Linked DNA regions of Rattus norvegicus: region 1 is linked to region 2. The links are chromatin contacts, called in public Hi-C maps. All regions are on one chromosome and are shown on one strand. The core of a region is the stretch at or near the end of the contact, and the rest is flanking DNA. Distances in the headings are between cores, read along the strand shown.

Region 1 (5,791 bases), core at 2,775-5,274, 200 kb before region 2:
CTTGGAGATTTAGAAAGGGGTAGCAGGGACCTGGCAGGGTGGCCTGGAAACCGCAGGGCAGGTCTAGTCTCTCCTACAACAAGAAGCTAGCACTTCCCATATTTTGCAGAGGTTTCCAGGCCCAAAAATCAAAATAACAAAACCCCACTCCATGAATGTTTCAAGGTCCACTTGCCAGGCATTGTTCCTGGGAAGGAAAGGTCTCTTTGTTAACTGTCTAACCCCATCTCTCCTATCCACACCCCCAGAGTTCCCACAGTCTGAGTGTTCTCTCTGTGTGTTCTGATACGACAGGGGTTGTTGATGTCATTTGTCTGAAATGGGTAGGTCCTGGTGGCAGAACTAGATCAGGGTCTGGGGACGGAGACTCCCCATGGGCCAGGCTGTTCCTGGGGCTGCTGATGAGGACACTTAGCTCCACTTATCAGCACTTTGCTGGCTTTGGCCTAACTTTAGTCCTTTGTTCTCCTATAGGATGGCTACCTCCCAGACGTCTCCAAGGGTGATCATTGTCTCAAGTTTAGGTGCCAGTGGTCTCCTGACCCGGCTGCCTATGAGCCCTACCTTCAGTATTCACTGGCTGTGTGGCCTGGGGCTGTGTGGAAGGCAGAGATAATAACATCATCTTCATAAAGTTATTCTGAATTTCACCTCAGGCAGTGTATAGAGTGCATCGTAAATGCTCAGCCCACTTTCTGCCAAGTATTCATTCATTCGATCAAAAATGGCACTGGGCGTCTATGACGTTGTGCTCAGCGTTATGTTAAGTGCTGTCTGGCATATACGGAGGGTGAGGTGTGTGCCACTTGTGTCCATCCCTCCAACCAGTAAGCCAATCAGAGAATAGGTATCACCAACTTTATGTGAACCCAGCATCATGCTAGAAGGCTGACAAAATACACACAAAGCGTGACAGAGTCCCTTTGCATGTGGCTGATATTCCGACGAGATTAAATAGATATGCACAAAAAAGCCAAATGCCTGTACAAGATGTACCAATGCCAAGGGGACCCATCCCAGAGAAACACTGCCCACAGGTCACCGCTGGGTGGGATGGATGGTCCAGTAGAGTCCAGGAGGCCTTGGGAGTCAAGATACATGGAAGGAGGCAGGGAGGAGAATGAGGAGTCTGGGTCCCATTGAAGAGGTCTTGCTGGTATGGTGATGGTAGTCGGGTCAACAGAACAGGCTGGTGTGTGAGTCTCGGGTTACCCTGAGCCGTGTAGTGGGGCTGGAACCACAGCTCTGCCAACTGTTGTCAAATGCCAAACCATATACTCTACCTCCCTCAGCAGCCTGGGGCACATCATCTTCCTTTCTGCCTACAGAGTCGGGGTAACTGTGAAAAAAAGTTCAGAAATGATAAATCCAGCACCTAACATACATTGCAGTTAATTTTATTTCTAATAATAATAATAATAATAACAACAACAACAACACAGTATCTTTTTAAAAACGTCTTTCTTTTTGAGAATACAACCCACCCTAGCCTTGGACTGCTACTGCATATGAATGTACTTTCTTGCATTTCTAGGACTCGAACCCTGTGTATCCCTTGGTATTCTGGAAAAGGGTCTCAGTTTGTAATCTAAGCTAGTTTCTCTATACAGCCAGGCCAACGTGAACTCACCAGTAACCTGCATAGGCCTCCTGAATGCTGGCATTGCAGGTGTGTCCTCACGCTGCTTGTGAATTAGTATATTTTGAGAATGAGTTCTCATGTGCTATTTGCTACTGTAGTTGATTTGGGAATATATAACTCCAACCAATCTAGAGAGGAAAACCTGAGTGCTCTGTATACCTTAAAACCCAACTTCTAGGATGCTTCATTAGAGACAATCCTTTAAAGAAGCCAAGTAAACACACACAGGCACCTTGGGTCTTCAGGATAGGATGGGGCAGATGCACTTTTCTTCCCAACCTGTCTAGCCTCTGTCTGGCCTCCCAGTGGCTCTGGCTGTTAGGATTTCTGTCTCTATTTCTCTAAAGAAGACTTAGGAAGCAGGAAATTGTCAAGGAAACACTCAAGGAAATTGTCTAAGGGAATGAGATTAGCAAGAATATGCAAAACCCTTCACCCTCCACCCAACCTGCTTTTAAAACAAACCCTGTACTGTAATCACTAACAGGCCCTAACATCTACTGATTCTCTGTCCCCTCCCAGTTCTTCCTCTGGTGGGTGGATTAAGGAGGAAAGCCGAATGCAGCTGGCAGAGAAAGAGGAATAGAGGAAAGGACCAGCAGAGGCTCTTCAAATTGGGCCATTAGTCCATGAATAATTGAGAGTGGCCTCTGTTGGAAAATTGATGTTTTATCATGATTTGCCCAGAGTTGAGGCCCAGGGGGGCTCCATTCTAGCTTTGTCATGGTAACCACAGGGCCCAAAGCCAGACCTTGCAAGGTGCTTCAATAAACACAGCAGCTATTGTCCTTACCAGGAAGAAGGTGGCTCAGTGGGTTGGGAGCCCCCACACAATACTTCAGCCAGATAGCTTATCGCTAAGAAAGAAAGGCCTGGAGACCAGGGTATGAAGGCTTGAAAGGACAGTGTTTTTTACAAGTTAAATCTTTCCATAGTGAGGGTGGTGGGTGGGGGGTGGGGGTGGGGGTGGGGGTGAGGGGTAGACACAGTGACAAGTGAGTGGAGCCCTCAGCTTTCAGGCCCTGACATTTGGAAGGGTTGGGCAACCTCCTTTGGTGTTTCTTTCAGTGTGATGCTATAGAATTTCATGGGAATTAAGATGAGGGCAGGGATTGTGTCTGCCCAGCCTCGGGTAGAGACTTGCCACTTCTATCTCGTTGGCACAGAGCACCCATTGTGAGCCACAGTGAGGCTGGTTCACACCCCCTGCACCAGGAGGCAGGAAGTTCAATCTATCTTAGCCCTTGAAGTCCTCGTTCACAAACTGAAGAGGCATTTGTTTCTTTAAACTGTGAGGTCCCCTCATCTGCCCAGGGAGAGTCATCAAGGGTGACAGGCTGTTTGACCTTGGAAAATCCTGAAATCCCTCTGACCTTCAGTTCTGCCCCCTATGAAAACAGGCAAGAATGTTTACCATTCTGACTTGTTCCAGCTTCTAGCCCCACAGAGTTTAAGAGAGCCCAGACAACTAACTGTCTTCTTTCTCACATGTCTGGTTACCCCAGCACCTGCGGTCCTTACCCTGTGGTGTTGGGGGGCTGGAACACTTCTTTTTTCTGCAGGAGAAAGCTCCCAGACAGGAGCTGCTGGTGGGGAAGTTTATATTGTATTATGGTATTGTGGTGCTTCTCATTGTTTTCTGTAAAAGATTTTGCTTCAAAGGACAATACAGATGAGTCTCTGCCTCCAGTTCAAGACCAGCGAAATCAGGGAGCACAAAAAAAAAAAAAAAAAAAAAAAAAAAAAATCTCCCAAGAGCAGCACTCCTCCTGCCCTACTGGCTGATTTGGTGGTCAAACCATGAGAGCTGAGATAAGTGGGCACTGCTTTCCATCCAGCGGGAGCTCCACACCTGACACCACATCTGAAGAACTAATGTTTCCCAACGTGGTTAGTTCTAATTCACAGGCAGCTGTGCCTGGTCTGAGAGGTTAAGTCCCTTAGTCTGACGTGCCCTGTGGAAGCGATGCTGAAAGTGGTGGGGAAATCTACACCAATTTACTGTAGGCACTGGCTCAGTTTTTCCTTCTTTGGGTTTCTGGAAGTTGTAGACCCCAGTCAAGAAGAGGCAGAGGGACGGCAGTGGAAGGGATTGTGAAGAATACAGAGGAGGAAGTGATCCTCGATAGGGTGGCAGACGGGAGGCTAGGGTGGGAGAGTCAGGACTGAGTCCTACAGACTTCACATAAAGGCCTCTTCACTCACTGGTGCCAGGCCCTCACTTCAGAGTCCCCAGTTCCTCTCCCTTGGCAGGACCATCTGCCTCCCCAGGGCAGCCAAAGGAGGTGACTCATTTCCAGACCCAGGAGATGGCTCTGACCCCTCTTCCCAGGTACTGCTGAAGTGGGCCAGTTGAAGCCAGGCAGGGCTGGTGCTGGCGTCCAGCCAACCTTGCCTTAGGAAAAGCTGCTGATTCATAGCCCTCCTTTAAGCAGCCCCTGAGAGCTGGCATGCAGGAAGGCACAGGGAGGCTACGGTGGCGGGGTGGGGTGGCGGGCACCTGGCAGGGGCTGATCAAAGGGAAGTAGGCTCACAGCCACCTGCTACCCCAACCCCACATTCTACCAACTGCACTGAGGCCAAAAATAGGCGCTCACTCAAGAGTGTCAGGGCTGCAAGCAGAGACAAGCTTATCAGAGGGAGTTCTACAGCAGGAGATATGTAATGCTTCTCATGGAAAGTGGGTACTTTGACCAGAAGGAGCTTCAAAGCTTAGGTTTGGGTATGGTTATGCTCACAGGTCTCTCCAAGGAAAGGAATTAAAGCCGTACATTAGTATTTAGAAAGTCAGGACGGAGTAGCTAGAGAGAGAACTCAGAGGTTAAGAGCACTCACTCGCTGCCCTGGCAGAGGGCCCAGGTACAGTTCTCAGCGCCCAGTGTAGAACTCCAGTTCTAGAAGATTCAACATCCTCTTCCGGTTTCCGAGTCACCAGGCATCAACATACGGTACATACATGCATGCCAGCAAGACACACATAAACATAAAATAAAAATAACAAATTTTAAAAAGGAAGGAAGGAAAAAGGAAGTGCAGGGACATATAAACAATAAAACCATGACAGCCCCCACATAATATTTATAAATGTACAGAGAGTACAAGAATTTGATTAAATAACACATTGGAAAGGGCACAAAATGAAGTGCCAAAGCCCTACTGTGATCCCTCACATACCCAAAGCCAACCTTGGAGAAATGTATACGTACATTTCATATCTATTATCTATGCTCATTTTAATATAGCAAAATAACCTCAAGAATCTGATGTCATGCTGACACATGCTATAATCCCAGGACTTGGAACATACAGGCAGTGGGATCTGGAGTTTGAGGTCACCCTGGGCTACAGAGATTCTGTCTTAAAAAAAAAAAAGAAAAAGAAAAGAAAAGAAAAAGAAAAAAAAAACACAAGGAAAAATCACATCACACAATTCTGCTGTGCTGTAGGGGACCCGGAGAGAGAGAGAGACACATGTTGTTTCCATGTGTCCTTATAGTCATCCATACATCTATTGTTTACTTTTTATAGCATCTGGTTTCATAGATCGCATCATTTGAGTAAATCACAATTTATCAACCACTTCCTTCCACGTAGATGAATAATTATCTTCTCACCCCACTACATAACTCTCCAGAGAACTTCTTGTACACACATTACAGTAAATTCTTAACAATGTCCAGAGAAAATTCTCTCTCTCTCTCTCTCTCTCTCTCTCTCTCTCTCTCTCTCTCTCTTTCTCTCTCTGTCTGTCTGTCTGTCTCTCTAGTATAGAATAGAGTTTTTTAGGGCATGGGGATGGGAGTTGGGAAGGGAGGAGAGAGAGAGAGAGAGAGAGAGAGAGAGAGAGAGAGAGAGAGAAGAAGGAGGAGGAGGAGGAGGAAGAGGAGGAGGAGGAAGAGGAGGAGGAGGAGGAGGAGGAGGAGGAGGAAGGGAGACTGGCCATGAAGATGTGGAAGGAGAGAGGGGAGAGGGGAATGGGGAGAGAAGGGACAGAGGGGGAAGGTAAGAGAGCAAGAGAGAGGAAATTCTTATCAATGGGTATTCCAGAACCTATAAATATAGGTCTTAATGTTATAAATATGGCTAATCCTCAACTTAATTATAAGAAGAGCTTCTCTAAGGAACAAAGTTTTTCCAGATTTAACTTCC
Region 2 (6,630 bases), core at 3,563-6,062:
AAATGGCAATCCCTGTTGGCAGGAGAGATCTTAGACAACTGCCAAGTGTGGGACTCATATCATAGAAACAGAAATGTAGAGATATATTTTTATGGGGGTGGGGGTGGGGATGGGGGTGGGGGTGGGGGTGGGGGTGGGGCAACAGCCATCCTGATAAGAGGGAGTTCACGAGGAAGGAACTGCTCTTCGGTCTTTTAAGAATAGTTGAGGGCGGGGTTGGGGATTTAGCTCAGTGGTAGAGCGCTTGCCTAGCAAGCGCAAGGCCCTGGGTTCGGTCCCCAGCTCCGGAAAAAAAAAAAAAAAAAAAAAAAAAAAAAAAGAATAGTTGAGGGCTGTGGAACAGGGGGAACTAGACTGACAGTTCTCCTGAATACTAACTATGCCACTGGGCAGATGGCCTTACCCGTCCAGCTCCCAGGTCCCCTGCCTTGTGTGCTAGCAGCAAAGTGATGCATTGAAGGGCCAGGACATTATCAGGCCCAAAGCCTGCACTTAGCACCCATTAGATGTTATCAATCATTGACTGGAACCTCAGAAGCTCTGTAAACAGAGCCTGCCAACTCCCTCCCAAAACCAGTGTCATACCTGGTGTAGTGGCACATGCCTTTAATCCCAGGACTCCAGAAGTAGAGGCAGATAGAACTCAAGAGTTTGAGGCCAGCCTGGTCTATATAGCAAGTTCCAGAACAGCCAGGACTATACTGTGAGATGCTATCTCAAAAACAAAACAAAAAGCAAGCCAGTTGTCACCTGTAAATGTTTACCCTAGCCTCACACTTAGCTATTCCTTCTATAGCCATCATCCCCCACTTCCTCAATTGGGACTTGGAACAAGGCATCCTTCAGCGCACAGAGATCACACGCTACGCTACATTGTGAATTGAAAACGCATTAAGGAGTTAAACAATACAAACCTTAGAGGCAACCTTAAAGATTTTCTATATAGAAGCCATTGTCCCTTACGAGGTCCAGTTCACAAAGGGCAGCATGCATATTCAATTTCAACTTTGAGAGCCAGTGTCCCCACCCAAGCTGACCTTGAACTCACAGTGTTCCTACCTTGATTACAGGCAGGCGCGTATAATACCCAGTTTTGCCTTGGATTCTATTGCACCCAGCTGGAACAGAGATTACTCAGCTAAGGACAGATTGTCTAAGATCCAGGGAAACCAAGGGGAGTGTCCATCTAGGAGAATGAGCCAAAGGGACATACAGGACATGAGCTTTCCTACGGGAGAGGACAGCTTTGCTGTGCACTGAAGAACTCTAGAAAACTGTCTACAGGCCATAGCAGTCTAGTTCTGTAACTCTCCCACCTCCAAGACTACACTCACCTCAGTCTTTGGGTGAGTGATTGGGACTTTCGGGTGCTGAGATGTGTGGAAGATAATGTCTTGTGGACACAAACATTTCTCTTCTGAGACAGTTGTGAACCAGCATCCTATGGCTCCATCGTTCTAGGATGAACTTTTACCTCATGGTTCAAGACAGCCACAGAGCTCCAGCCATCAGCGTCTGCCTTCTGTCTATGGGAATACTTGTTTCTAGAAGTCAGGTCATGGGCCATTTGCAGTTATGTGTCTTCATGTAGATATAATATAGGTAGGATGCATATGTCTGGCTAAGATTTAAGGGTTCTATTTTTAATAAAGCAGAGAGCAGGAGGTAAGTTCCCCTAAACCAGCTCACAGCTCCCTCAGGAGCCTCTGTACAACAATGTCCCACCCCAAAGCAGGAAAAGCCATCCTCCAAGCCCAATGTGGGAGGGCTGCTAGGCCCCAACTGCAGCATTTCCCCTGCCTCAGGCTGACCACTCTATTGCCCCTTCCTTCCAATTCTTGCCACCTTCCATGTTTGGCAAAATACTGTGGTGAACGACTTAACATTCAGAATTTAATATTCAGCTGTGGACAGGTCACCTGTTGACTTAGGTCTGTGGCAAGGCCTAAATAGAGGAAAACTGCTGACGCACAGAGAGCCAACTAGTGGAAGAGGGAGGGAGACAGAAGAAGGGTTGTGGGGAAGGAAGAGAACAAGAGAGGAAAAAGAGAGGGGAGAGCAACTGGGGGTGTGGGTGGGGAGCCCACCCCCAGAGACCCACTTCCCCACCTTCCAACAGTCTATTTAGCTATAACTCATCAAGAGATTAATGTGCTAATAGATAAGATTGTACCCTAAAGATCTGATTGCCTCACAGTATTGCTACAAGCTAGGGATTAAGCCTTCAACCCATGGTCCTTTTTTTAAGGATTTATTTTTGGGGTGTGTGTGTGTGTGTGTGTGTGTGTGTGTGTGTGTGTGTTTGTGTGTGTGATGCATACGTGCCTACTAATATCCAATAAGGCCAGAACATGGCATGGGATGCCCTGGAGCTGGGGTTACAGGTGTCTGTGAGCTGCCTAATATGGGTGCTGAGAACTAAACTGAGGTCATCTGCAAGGGCAGTACTTGCTCTTAAGAACTGAGACCGCTCTACACGCAAGCAGGCACACATGCATGCACCATTTTGAGTGGCCCTTTCATATCCAAACTAATTAGTCTCTCCACTGAACTTGATGGCCACTTAAAAAGGAATCATAGATTGGAGGCCTGGATTATCTGTAGTGCTGTTCCCTGGATTTTTCTCAACTCCACACAAGCTTCTCCAAGTGTACACTACTCTCCTGGGACCCAAATCCCATTGCTGTACGACTCTGATGGAGACTGCCAGTTCAGGCCCCAAGTCCAAGGCCCTGGAATTCCGGAGACTAGAACTCTGCCTCAGCCTGAGGTTTGCAGCTCAGCTCAGCTCCACTTGAAGCTCAGCCAAAGGAACCTTGTTACTTACCAGTGACTTTGACTGCATCTCTACTCTTGTGCCTCTGCCCTGGGCTTGGCACTCTCTCTTCCTTTGGCAAAAACTCTGAATTCCACCAACCTCACAAGGCTCAGCGGCAAAGCTTCCTCCTCCCGGAAGCTGCATTTTGTTTTTCTTGGGGCTGGATGGCAAGAGCTTCTTTGTTCCCCACTAGAAGGTGAGCTTCCCCAGAGCAGGCTGCGCTGGCTTGCATGCAGCATCTGCAATAGTACTGTCAGCACCAGCCTCCTTGGGGGTCTCAGAGAACGTCTGAAGAACTGAGGGGCAGAGCAAAGCCAGGGTACCATAGGAAAAAACATAGGAAAAATGTCAAACAGCCTTGAATGTGCACGGCTCACGGAATGACCTTCTGGGTATGCTGGGACTCACAAAATTGGCAAGGGAACAAGCATTCGGGCTCTATCTGAATATGCAAATGTGGGGACTGCCAACATGGAGCCCCTTCCGGGCTTGTGTTTGGGGATGGGGGAGGTGGGAAGCTGAGAGGGGTGAGGTTGGTAGTGGTTAAGATTGCTGTCATCTCTCCGTACCTATTTTTTAAATCTTGTTTTCCTTTTTGAGAAAGGACCAGGTTGGGATTATAGCTTAGTTAATCGCATACTTGACTTACCTACGTGTAGCCCTGGGTTCAATCAGCACATAGGTGAGGTGGCATGTGTCTGTGATCCCAGAATGTATGAGATGGAGTGGGGAAGATCAGAAACTTAATATCATCCTTGATTTCTTACTGGGTGAGTTAAAGGCCAGCCTTGGACTACACAAGATGCTGTACTGAAACAAAGAGAGGAAATAAGAAAGGAAGGGAAGAAGGGAGGGAGGGATTGGGACAGCAAGATAAAGAAAGGGAAGGAGGAGGAGGTCTCACTAGGTAGCCTGGCTCTGTCTCCCACACACAGGGATCACAGCTATGCAGTTAGAGCTATGTTTCACCATTATGTATTAATCTCTGAGGCTCTGTATTTGAGCCAAGAAAAGTAGAGCTTGGAATAGTGGAAATATTCAAATTAAGTGATCAAGACAAATGACTTTTCAGATGTGGAACCTCAGTCTTAGAGAAGGAAGACTGTACAAGCTGCAAAAGTCCTCTAGGCAGGCAGACAGCATTCACACACCGGCAGCTAAAGTCCAGTCCTTTCAGGCAGAAACCAGATGTGAACACCAACCAGCCTAAGGTGAGGCCCTCGGAAGTAGCAGGACAGGAGTGTGGGCTCAAAAGTCCCAATTACCACCTGACCTCTTTTCTTTCTTTCTTTTTTTTTTTTTTTTTTTTTTTTTTTTTTTTTTTTTTTTGAGCTGGGGACCAAACCCAGGGCCTTGCACTTGCTAGGCAAGTGCTCTACCACTGAGCTAAATCCCCAACCCCTCTCCTCTTTTCACCCTGCTACATAGCTACCCAGGAAGGCATCATCCCACCCCAAGATCACACCTCACCCCAGGAGCTAGATCACGAAGGTCACACACAGATGTGCATGCTGCTGGGCTCTGCTTTGTGTCTGTGGTGATGGAATGACAGGTTCACACACTGGAAAAAAGACATGTAGCCAGTCCACAGAGTTGAGCTTTTGCCTCTTCTGGTCACTCCTGTGCTCTGGGGAGAGAACTCAAGAGTGTTCCTGGTTACCCTTTGGGACCAAGGACTCTATCTAACAGCTCCAGTCTCCCCTCAGACTTGCAAGGGCTGGATTGGAAAGGAAGAGATAAGACCTGAGGGGTTAAAAGGCCCTTTGTGTGGAGGTCAGAGGTCAGAGGTCGCTAGTTTAGACCACTTAGCATAAGGTCCTATTCTCTGAGATGCAAGGGCAAAGCCTGGGACGAAATGTCCATGGAAGGGAGCAGGAAGCCAAATTGGACTCTGTTCATTCCGGGCCACTTTCACCTCCCTCTGCTGAAGGTTATGACTAAAGCTCGGTCCTCCAATGTAGTGACTCACTACAGGAAAATGACATGTGACGAGAACCTGGCTGTCATGGGACCACTTGCCAGGGGTGCCAGGACAGTGGTGGCATTGTTCAGAGGAGGCTCAGGAAATCAAACATCCGGAGACAGTACGCACAGTCAACTCTCCCACAGGCTGGGAGAGAACAGAGCCTCCTCTCCATTGACCAATCTGTGTATTTACTTGTAAAGGGCACATGGGTATTTATTCCCTTAGGTCTCGAGTGTGAAGTTTCCAATGCACTAAGGCAGGTAGAAGGGGCCATTAACCATGAAGGTGTTTTGCCTGACGTCACTTGAGAGTCTATCCTCCCAACATCCCTTGAGATAAGTGCTTATCACCAAATCTTATTTTGTAGCTGAGGAAATTTAAATACCCAGAAGTAAAAGCATTCATCTAGACCTTCTGGCCACTGAAGATGCCATCCTGGGCCCATGTTGGCAGGGAAATACACTCCCCGAGAGATTACTGGAGAGACCACAGGATGGCTCCATGATTCTGTTATCAAGACCCAGAAGGTACAGGGATGGCTGGCTATCTCACCTTTGGCCATAGAGCACAATCCTCTCCCCAGTCCTTCCTGGGTAAGGGTATTGATATTGTCCTGCCCTAGAACAGCCCCTTGCCCAGTGCCAACTTTAGGAGGATGAAGCAGGGGCCAACCAAATATTCCAGATCTTGGGCAGTTTTATCTCTTTTCTTAGTATTTACAACTCCTCCCCAGGCATCCATCTCTCAGCCTTGCCCCAGACCTTGGCAATGACCATTGCCTCAAATCTCTTCTAATGGCAAAAGCACCCCAGCCTCCCTTCCTCCATCCCATCCTCTTCCTTTCTGTGTGGTCGAGCTTAGGGACCAACAAAGATTCCAGAGCCGCCTCAGCATCCCATCAGCCACTCTGAGATCCTGGAGACATTTGGTTCTGCCCAGCACCACCCTTCATGTTGGCTTGCCACTTCCTGTTTTTAGTCCTATGTAGTCATACATGTTTTGCAACTTAGTTTTAAGAAGAGTTCAACCTCTCTTCTAGCCCACCACCCAGCAGAGGTAGTGAAAGAGAAAAGTTATTAGGATATGGGGGAAGTGGACCTGTTTAGCAATAACTCTTTGGGGGTGAGTTTTATCTTTGTCAGCAGTTCTGTCCCATAGCAAACATCAAATTCGATTCAGCAGCTGCAAAAGTCCTCTAGGCAGGCAGACAGCATTCACACACCGGCAGCTAAAGTCCAGTCCTTTCAGGCAGAAACCAGATGTGAACACCAACCAGCCTAAGGTGAGGCCCTCGGAAGTAGCAGACTGCTACAGGAACCTCATGAGCAGTTTCTCTCAGGGGCAACGTTACCACACGTTGAGCTCAACAACGCTATGTAAGGCAAACCAATACATGCATGTTGCTAGTAAAGAATAGCAAGGTGGGGCTCAGTGGTTAAGAGCACTGGCTGCTCTTCCAGAGGTCCTGAGTTCAATTCCCAGCAACCACATGGTGGCTCACAACCATCTGTAATGAGATCTGATGCCCTCTTCTGGTGTGTCTGGAGACAGCTACAGTGTATTCACATATAATAAATAAATATTAAAAAAAAAAAGAGTAGCAAGGTGGAGTAACCAAACCAATGCTCAGTGCTCGTCCCCCACTGTCTGTGGAGTCATATTTAGACTCCTCCATCACAGGTCCTTTCATGTGTTTGCTATATCAAAGCATCCTGTCACCTGTGTCTGCTTCAGGAACATTCTTTCGCATGTCTGCTTTAGCAAGACATCAGCTGTGCCCCAGCAAAACATCACTTGACCTAACCGACTTTCCAAGGAAACTAGAAGTTTCCACTTCAGTCCTAGG

The links. A called contact is a pair of places that touch in the nucleus more often than the background predicts.
Region 1: a contact with region 2 is called in a Hi-C map of the Rat2 cell line, with 4 times the contacts expected there. The contact joins two enhancer-like sites. A contact is called at or near these places in 3 of 12 Hi-C or Micro-C datasets (the A7r5 cell line, the Rat2 cell line and mammary epithelial cells).

The regions. Positions count from the first base shown.
Region 1 is chr2:191,823,459-191,829,249 of GRCr8, reverse strand. No RefSeq gene overlaps it. Among named protein-coding and RNA genes, the nearest start is that of Atp1a1, 89 kb to the right of the region's middle. Within about 2 kb of position 4,024, at least 12 of the 93 cell types and tissues checked have an H3K27ac peak or open chromatin away from gene starts, as enhancers often do. A contact at or near this core is called in the A7r5 cell line, where this site is marked.
Region 2 is chr2:191,626,138-191,632,767 of GRCr8, reverse strand. No RefSeq gene overlaps it. Among named protein-coding and RNA genes, the nearest start is that of Atp1a1, 110 kb to the left of the region's middle. Within about 2 kb of position 4,812, at least 10 of the 93 cell types and tissues checked have an H3K27ac peak or open chromatin away from gene starts, as enhancers often do. A contact at or near this core is called in the A7r5 cell line, where this site is marked.